2 separate regions of the Anas platyrhynchos genome follow, and region 2 is linked to region 1. A link is a contact called in public Hi-C data. All regions are on one chromosome and are shown on one strand. Each heading gives the region's core, a stretch centred on a gene start, on an enhancer-like site or on the middle of the called end of the contact. The rest is flanking DNA. Distances are from core to core; before and after follow the strand shown. Region 1 overlaps XKR8 (XK related 8). Region 2 holds the start of DNAJC8 (DnaJ heat shock protein family (Hsp40) member C8).

What was found. Hi-C and Micro-C count contacts between places; a contact is called where the count stands out from the background.
Region 2: a contact with region 1 is called in a Hi-C map of subcutaneous adipose tissue, with 2.2 times the contacts expected there. The contact joins the promoter of DNAJC8 here to the enhancer-like site in region 1. A contact is called at or near these places in 2 of 8 Hi-C or Micro-C datasets (skeletal muscle and subcutaneous adipose tissue).

The regions. Positions count from the first base shown.
Region 1 is chr24:7,036,777-7,040,918 of IASCAAS_PekinDuck_T2T, reverse strand. It overlaps XKR8 (XK related 8), which reads right to left. Exons shown (of 3, transcript XM_027443730.3): 2 at 4,072-4,142; 3 at 2,109-3,199. The coding sequence ends at 2,460. EYA3 (EYA transcriptional coactivator and phosphatase 3) reads left to right here. Exons shown (of 17, transcript XM_027443729.3): 17 at 1-614. Among named protein-coding and RNA genes, the nearest start is that of XKR8, 3.4 kb to the right of the region's middle. Within about 2 kb of position 1,763, at least 3 of the 8 cell types and tissues checked have an H3K27ac peak or open chromatin away from gene starts, as enhancers often do.
Region 2 is chr24:7,134,246-7,138,387 of IASCAAS_PekinDuck_T2T, reverse strand. It overlaps DNAJC8 (DnaJ heat shock protein family (Hsp40) member C8), which reads left to right and starts at 2,450. Exons shown (of 9, transcript XM_027443735.2): 1 at 2,450-2,604; 2 at 3,477-3,578. The coding sequence starts at 2,536. It overlaps ATP5IF1 (ATP synthase inhibitory factor subunit 1), which reads right to left and starts at 2,313. Exons shown (of 3, transcript XM_027443736.3): 1 at 2,149-2,313; 2 at 1,966-2,078; 3 at 1,437-1,733. The coding sequence starts at 2,241. The coding sequence ends at 1,592.

The DNA of each region.
Region 1 (4,142 bases), core at 514-3,013:
TCATACTGATATTTATACGATGTCTCCTTGAATGTATGTAAAGTACTTTTATAATAGGAGGTTGATGGTACATTTCTGTGTTTGTTTAATAATAAAGGTTGACCTGGCTATTTTATTTTTTTTCCCCCTCTGCTGGCTGATGTTAAGACTTTGCCTCTCTCTCATGTGGCAGCCAAGCACATGAGAACCAAGCATTGATTTGCTTCTGTGTCTCTTTGCTCTCCTGTTATTCCTGACCTGGCTGTAAGCTGAACTGCTGATAAATCCAATTACGTGAATGAATGCCCGCTGGCCTGGGTGCACACAAGCAGCTGCTGGCCTCCTCCCTGCTTTTAACTGCAGATGCAGTCTTAAAAAACAACCATCTGATCATGGTGTGTGGTGCCTCCACATGCTCTGGGGGAAATGCCAGTGTTGGCCCTCAGCCTACAGTGGTGCAGAAAGCAGCAGGAGCCCCCTGAGCCTGCAGCAGCCTTTTCTGCGGTGACTTCCCAGCGTGGCGGAAGGAGGGGAGCCCCAGGGGCTGCTGGCTGCGCAGTCGTTGCCTGTTTGTGTTCTGTGTAACGGGAGCTGTCCTATGAACTGGAAAAAAAATAAAGTCTTTATTTTCTTTATTTTCTATAGTCAGTGCTTCAGTCTGTTCTCTGACAGCCCCTCCCTGCAGTTGGTCCCTGCCCTCGGTGATGGCCCTGGCTGGGAGGCCATCAGTGCCAGCAAAGGAGTTTGGGTGACTGCGCCTCAGGTCCCAGCACAGCCCCTGGATGCCCCTGCTCTCCCGGGGGTTCCTGCAGCAGACAGCAGTGCAGTTCCATGACCTTTGGCTCTGCTCTGCTGCCCACATAAGTCACGTTGTGCTTGGGTAGTGAGGCACAAACCCTGCCCTTTTTTCCCCCCGCTTCCCTTTTGCACAAGTCCAGCAACCAGCCTCCTCCAGTGGCACTACAGCACAGCTGCTGCACCAGGCCTTTGCCCTGGGCTTATCTTGTGGCAGGTTCATGGGACAGGAGCAGTTCAGCTGCATCTGGCTGCCTCCCCATGCACCGCCCTTCCCAAAGCACCTGGTATGGGCCAGTCCCCTCCTGCAACAGGGGGTGGATGGGGAAGGGGCTGTGGTGGGCCATGCAACAGCAGAAGGAGCCAGGAGCTGCCTTGGAGCTTGCCTGGGCAAGCACCATGTATCCGGGCAATGGGCCCAGGCTCTGCCACAGTTCCCATGCTGCAGCCCCATGTCCAGCCCTCCCCCCTGTGCCACTGTTACAGCCAAGAAACCGACCCTGGGTTGTTCCAGCCTGGTCACAGCTGTAGTTGGTGGTGGTAGGAATGGCTACAAAGGGACTGTAAGGTGACATTTAAGCCACAAGTGCTGAACCAAGCTGCAGCCCTACCAGCCTGTGCCCAGGGCCTGGCCCCAGCTCCCAGCTGTGCTGTGGCTGCCCTGAGCTGCCCCCAGGGACAAGAGCACGGGCACAGCGCAGGGCCTGCTGCCCGAGCGCCTCTTACCCTGCTCACGCAAGCTCTTTCTGCAAGTGCCAGTGCGGGAGGAGTGGCTTGCTGGGGGCTGCAGAAACTCCAGCACAGGCCACTCTGCAGGCAGGTGCTGCTTTGTCCCGTGCCCTCTCTGCACAGGAGCTGAGCTCCTGAAGAGAGCTGAGCTCAGCACTGCCCATCTCCCTGGACAGTGGGAAGGGCATGAAGGGGCAGTGTGAGCAGGGCCCTGTGTGAAAGTGCTCTCGCGTTTTCAGAGCGGTGAAGCCACTGCTTACATGACCCCCCCTTGCCCCGCATCCCACCCCAGGACCCCTATAACACCCTACAGAGGTGCAGGCACCCTACAACCGCTGCCCTCCCAAGGCAGCCACTCTCCCAGGTGGGTGCCAGGCTGCAGAGAGCCCTCACGTTCTTCTCTGCCCCTCTCAGCAGGGCTCTGAGTCACATCTTGATACTGGGCAATTTTTGACCTTAACAGCAAAACATTGGAAGTGGGAAAACACACCAGAAAACACCCCACAGCTGCTGCCAAGGAAAATGAGCTCTCTGCTACCAGCAGCCACATCCATGAGGAGCAACCTTGGCAGCAGGCACCAAGAGAGGCACAGACAAAGAGGATGAACAGTTGTTTTGTTTTTTGTTTTTTTTGAAAAGCCTAATAATAAATAACGAGAAAGGTTGACACAACAGTGCATTCACAATGTACTGGCCTCCGCCCCGAGCACTGTGGCTCTCCTCCAGTGAAGCAGTGGGAGCCCTGCTTTGTGCCGTGGGACTGGCCAGGCACTCGCAGATCTCCCCAGCTTTCTGCCCAGCCCCTCCAGCATCCTGGACGTAGCACCAAGCTGTCCAAAACAGCAGTCTGAGGCACACAGAGGAATAACCGAGAGAACTAGCAAACTTATCTCCCCAGCAAGTCAGACCACTTTGAGGAGGCAGGACTCCTTCCTGAGGAGCTGGAGGACCCGGCCTCAGACAGCAGCGTCAGCAGCAGCAGCCCCGTTCAGCAAGTGCTGCTCTGCCAGGACAGGTACCACGAACTGGTGCTGGGCCAGGCACTGCATCCTCCTGTTCACAAGGTCCGGCTCCAAGGCAGTCCGAAACTCCAGCCCATCGGTCCTCCTGTTGGCATCCACCTCATCATAGCTGCCCTGCTTCTGTGCTCGTGCGCTGGGGTGCAGCCACTTGTAGTAGCTGACTCTCAGCAGCAGCCCCAGAAGATAGCAGGGCAGGGCAGCAGAGACCACTGGGATGAGGTAGAAGTGCTCGTCCAAAGGGGAGTGGCACAAGAGCCAGGACAGGGCCAGCAGCGTGCTGTCCACCAGGATGAAGCCATGATAGATGATGCTGCGGTACAGTGTCCTCCCTGGAGCCACGTTGAACCAGCTGAAGTACAGGATCACAGCCACAATGGCCCGGTAGAGCTGCTCAGGGCCAGGTGACTCCATGAAGTCTGTGCCCTGCAAGCTGACCCAGAGGAACATCGCCAGCCACACGAGCAGGAAGTGAATAGCGACGCCGTAGGGCCACAGCAGGGCAAAGAGGGCGACCACGAGGATGCGGGGGCAGGTGAGGGAGAGGTTCCACAGGAAGTAGACAACTGAGGAGCCCAGGCTCAGCTCATACTTGTCCTGCAAGAAGGAGCGCAGGGACTGGTGATAGTCCAGCAGAGACCAGGTCACACACAGGAAGGCAGTGCAGATCCCCAGTCCTGCAAACACAGCAGCAGAGATGCAAAGGGCAGACAGAGCTGGGATTGGCCCTGCTCCAAATATCACTCTGCCAGACATTGCTAAAACGTGCATCCCACTGGCATGCAAAGCAGCAGCTCTGGGGAGTCAGAGCATCAGCATCTCTTTTTCTTCTTTTGCCTCCCTGGCTTCCTGCCCTCCGCAAGGAGCAGGCTGGTGCTGCTCCTGGAGGACTTCTCCCTTGCCCAAGCCTGGCGGCTGGACCAGGAGATGGGAAAGAGGCAACAGGACCAAAGAGCTCTGCAGAGCCCGTTTCCCCGGCCAGGGAAACCCCCAGCCCACAATGGCAGAAGAGCTCTGCCTCCACAGAGCCAGGACATGATTCAGCTCCCTGTTTCTTCACAGGGATACTTAGGGGGCTCATCCCCTTTCTGAGATAGGTACCAAAGCACCTCCTCCGTGGGCTCCGCTCCACTCTCCACACGTGTCCCCAAGAGCACCTCCCTGCTCCCCAGCATGCTCCTGACTGCTCTCCTGACCCTTGGGCCCTGGCCAAGGGCACACTGTGCTATACAGGACCACAAGGTGAGGTAGGTGCAGGGGGGGGTGCACTTTAGGCACAGCCTAGGAGACGCAGGGGAAGGATCATAAAGGTCCCCCAGGTCCCTCTCCAGGCCCAGCATAGGCCAGTGGGCCACACAGGCCCGAGTCCACCCTCCTGCATTTTCTGTCAAGGAAGCAACGGATGTGAGACATGAATGGCTGGAGAACCACAAGCAGAGGCAGAAGAACAGCATCCTGCTCGGTCCTACAGCCTGCAGACATCCTACCAGGTCCCTTCTGCGCTTCAAGCTCAAGCCTCAAAACCTCTCCCCAGTTTCATCCCCCTCACCCTGGGATGGCTCTGCCTTGTTTGTCCGCAGGATAACGTAGAGGAGCAGGGTGAGCTGCGGGGTGTTCTCC
Region 2 (4,142 bases), core at 1,201-3,700, 97 kb before region 1:
GAGGCAGGGGAAGTTTAGGCTTGACATCGGGGGGGGTTCTTCACGGAGAGGGTGGTTGCACACTGGAACAGGCTCCCCAGGGAAGTGGTCACTGCACCGAGCCTGTCTGAATTTAAGAAGAGATTGGACTGTGCACTTAGTCACATGGGCTGAACTTTTGGGTAGACCTGTGCGGTGTCAGGAGTTGGACTTGATGATCCTTAAGGGTCCCTTCCAACTCAGGATATTCTATGATTCTATGAAGCTGTGACATGGTCAACCAGCTGGCTCTACCTTTGTCTAAGCACCTTCTATACTAAAGGCTCCCATTTGCCTTCTGCTGTCCCAGAAAAGATGGAGCTAGCTACATAATCCCCTAGTCCAGCTTCATTGCAACACTTGACAGTTTAATTTACTTTAACATAGGGGGGCTTTTTAGCAGTGATAGAAATTACAAGCCTGTTCAGGCAAATTTAACAGGGAAGGCAGTAAAGGTGAGGAAGGAAAGCCTATTTTCTTACGCATCCATTCTTATTACATACAATCCCCTTATTTTCAGGGCTCAGTGAAATAAGACCACACTGTTTCAGTAGGTATCTTGCTGATTTCTTGTAAGGAAATCTCATGTGACTGAACCTGTGTATGATGCACCTTAATTCATCTTTGTTTGAAAGAAGACTTGTATAAGAAACACCCAGAACTACAGAAAGAAAACCACCATTTGGAAAAAAAGTCTTTGGAGAAAGTAACATTTATGTAGAAGTATTTCAGCTGCGTTGCTCCAGAAATTTGCACAACCCCAAGTCAAATCACCATGATTTAGAAGTGTTTTTTTTCCATTTGTTTATGGCACTAATCGCTAAGTGCAACAAAATAACCTTTTATTCACACTCTGCTACTGTAGTCTACTACACTGTCTTCTCCCTGCACGACCCTAAATGAATTTTCTTTAGGAAGTTATTTCTGTGTTAACAAGTCTCTACACAAATACCTTTTCACGTTTTTCTACTTTTCTTGCAGTTTTAACAGTAAAGTTAGTGCACTAACAACCCATGGTCATTTCTTTAAAAATAAATAAATAAAATTGTAAAGTTATATACAGGACTGCCTACTTAAGAACAGAAGAACAATGATGGTTTTTGTCTACTTTAGGCTAGACATCAGGAAAATGTTCTTCACCGAGAGGGTGGTCGCACACTGGAATAGGCTCCCCATGGCAGTAGTCACTGCACCAAGCCTGTCTGAATTAAAGAAGTGTTTGGACTGTGCATTTAGTCACGTGGTCTAGAATTTGGGGTAGACCTGCGTGGTGCCAGGAATTGGACTTGATGATCCTTATGGATCCCTTCCAACTCCGGATATTCTGTAATTCTATGACTATACTTTTTCAGAAGAACTATGACGTTTAAAATCACACAGTAGATTTTTTTTTAATTAAACAGTTACTGAGCAGAAGAGAGAGACTGAGTAGTTTATTTGACATTGTTGCAGACCACAGTACAATAGGACAAATTTGGATCACTTTGGCCAAAGCATACAGTCTTCGATGCTGTTTTACACCGTAATAAGTAGTGGCCATACAAGGCAAACAGAACTCAGCAGTAGCGACAGCTTAGTCATCATCTTTAAGCTTCTTGATCTTATACTTATGACGCTCGATTTCTTTCTGCAGTCGCTCTATCTCTTTCTTGTGGTGATCGATCTCTTCCTCATGGTGCTTCCTCAAGGCAGCGAGCTGCTCCCTCTCCTTTTCCCTGCAAGAAAGCACGCCACGAGATGCCCGGCAGCTCCCGGTCACGGCAGCGCACACCCGTGGGCAGCACAACGCCCCGGCGCCGTGCTAGGAGTGTGTGTGTGGAGGGGGGGAGGGCGGAGGCCAGGCTTCGGCCTCGCACACGGCCGGTGACCGACCGGGCCGGGCCGGGCCGGGCCGGGCCGTGCGGGGCGAGGCAGACCCCCGGCAGGCCCGGCCGCACCCGCGCTCACCTGAAGTACCGCTCCTCCTCGGCCGCCTGCTTCTTGCCGAAGGCGCCGCCGGCCTCGCGGATGGCGCCGCCGCCGCCGCCGCCCTTCCCGGCGCCTTTGCCCAGCTCGCCCAGCTGCGAGGAAAGACAGCGGTGAGGGGACGGCGGCCGCGCGACCCCCGCCGCCCCGGCCCGCCGCCCCCACCTGGTCGGCGCCCGAGCCCGAGCTCCAGGCGCGCTGCTGCTGCGCCACCAGAGCCCCGCGCAGGCCGCCCCGCAGCGCCACTGCCGCCGCCATGGCCGCCTGCCCTTGGGCCGCCGCGCGGACGAGGCAGCGGCGCGCGGGGGCGGGGCCGACGCCGCGCCCGGCCCAGGCACGTCCACGGCACCCCAGGAGGGAGGGGCCGGGCGCGCCGCCCGCGGCCGCCTGAGGGAGCTCCGCGCGGCCCCGCCCCCCCCTCCCCCGCCGTGCGCGGGGCGGGGCCCGTCGCCATGGCTGCGCCGCGGCGGTCACGTGCCGGGGGGCGCCGCCTTCGCCGCTCGGCCTCAGCGTCGCGCTCGGGCGCGCGCGTGGCGTCACGCGGTGCTGGCCATGGCGGCTCCGGGGGAGCGCGGGGCGGGGGGCGCCGCCGAGGAGGCGTTCCTCACCTTCTACAACGAGGTACCGGGCCCTGCCCGCCCCGCCGCCGCCTCGCGGAGACGCTCTCCTGCCCGCGCCGGGGCATTGGCGGCGCGGCGGCGCCCGCCTGACGGCCGGGGGGGGTGGCCCGGCCCGGCCCGGCCGGGAAGGGAAGCGAAGGGAAGGGAAGGGAAGGGAAGGGAAGGGAAGGGAAGGGAAGGGAAGGGAGGGGCTGGGGGCGTCGCTGGGGCCGGGCCGGGCCGGGCCGGGGGGGCCGCGCGGGGCGCAGGGAGTGCGCGGCCCTGCCCCTGCCCCTGCCCCTGCCCCTCAGCCTGTGCTGCTCCCCTTGGCCTGTGCGCGACTGGCGTGTGTGGAGCTCAGCATCGCCCACGGAAGGGTGCTGCCGATTTAATGGGGGTTATTTGGAAAAAAAAAAAAAAAGATTAACGGGAAAAAAAAAAAAAGTAAACTGAACTAAATTAAATAATCGCTGGTAGAATAAAGCGTTTGTATGCTTGCACTGGTGTGAGTAAACGTTTAATGGGCTCTCCTGCAGATGTTGGGTTAAAATTTTGCAGCAGGTATCTGAGGGATCACGATGACAGTGCTGGTGAAGTGTAGGACTGAAATGAGGTGACAAAGCCACAGCAGTTGAGCATAAGATATGTAAGAGGTGGACAGAAGTGGTTTTTTATTATTATTATTTACCTTTAAAAGGTAACGTTGAAATCACTGTCATGCTGTAGAATATGCTGAAAAAAATGTCCTGCTTGAGTAAAGTAACTACAGGTTTGGGAGATCCAAGAGGTATTATAAATTGTTGCACTGGATGGTAATTGGTATAGTGATCACACAGGAAAGCAGGTGAGCATGTTGTGATAATAAAGTTAATAAAGGTCTCTTCTGCTCTTCAGGTAAAACAAATTGAAAAACGAGACTCAGTTTTAACATCAAAAAACCAAATTGACAGGCTGACCAGACCCGGATCTTCCTATTTCAACTTGAATCCTTTTGAGGTTAGTCTGAACATTTTATCCTCCTATCTGAACATAGCGTACCAAATCCTATATCTAACAGGTATTTGATTCAGTAAAGAGACGAGCATCGTAAAGACATAAATTTCTAAATGTAGATTACAGTGCTGAAGCTTTGTAGAATACAGGAGGGTAGTGCATATGTACTTGCTCTCTTCACTGTTTTATGGCAGGTAGAAACTATTCTTTTCACATGCTCCTCTTGTTTAATGGCACTGGAAGATTGGGCAGATTAGTGCTAAGTACTTTCTGAATGAGAGTATAACAGCTACAGGTGTTACGCTGTCAGTTTCTTTTCTGACCACTCAGCATTTACAAGTGTGTCTTTTATTATGGGAGTTCATTCCACTGAACTTGTGTAGTGTATAGAATGATAGCAGGGACTCTTATTTCTTATACTAGCGAGCAATTTTGGAGGAGTTCTTGTAAAACAGGTAACTCCATTGCACATTGTATTGTTTCATTCCAGCTATAGTCAGTTACAAATAAGTTTGAAAGCTTGAGGAAGACAGTGACACTTGGACAACATGGACAGCAAATGTGGAC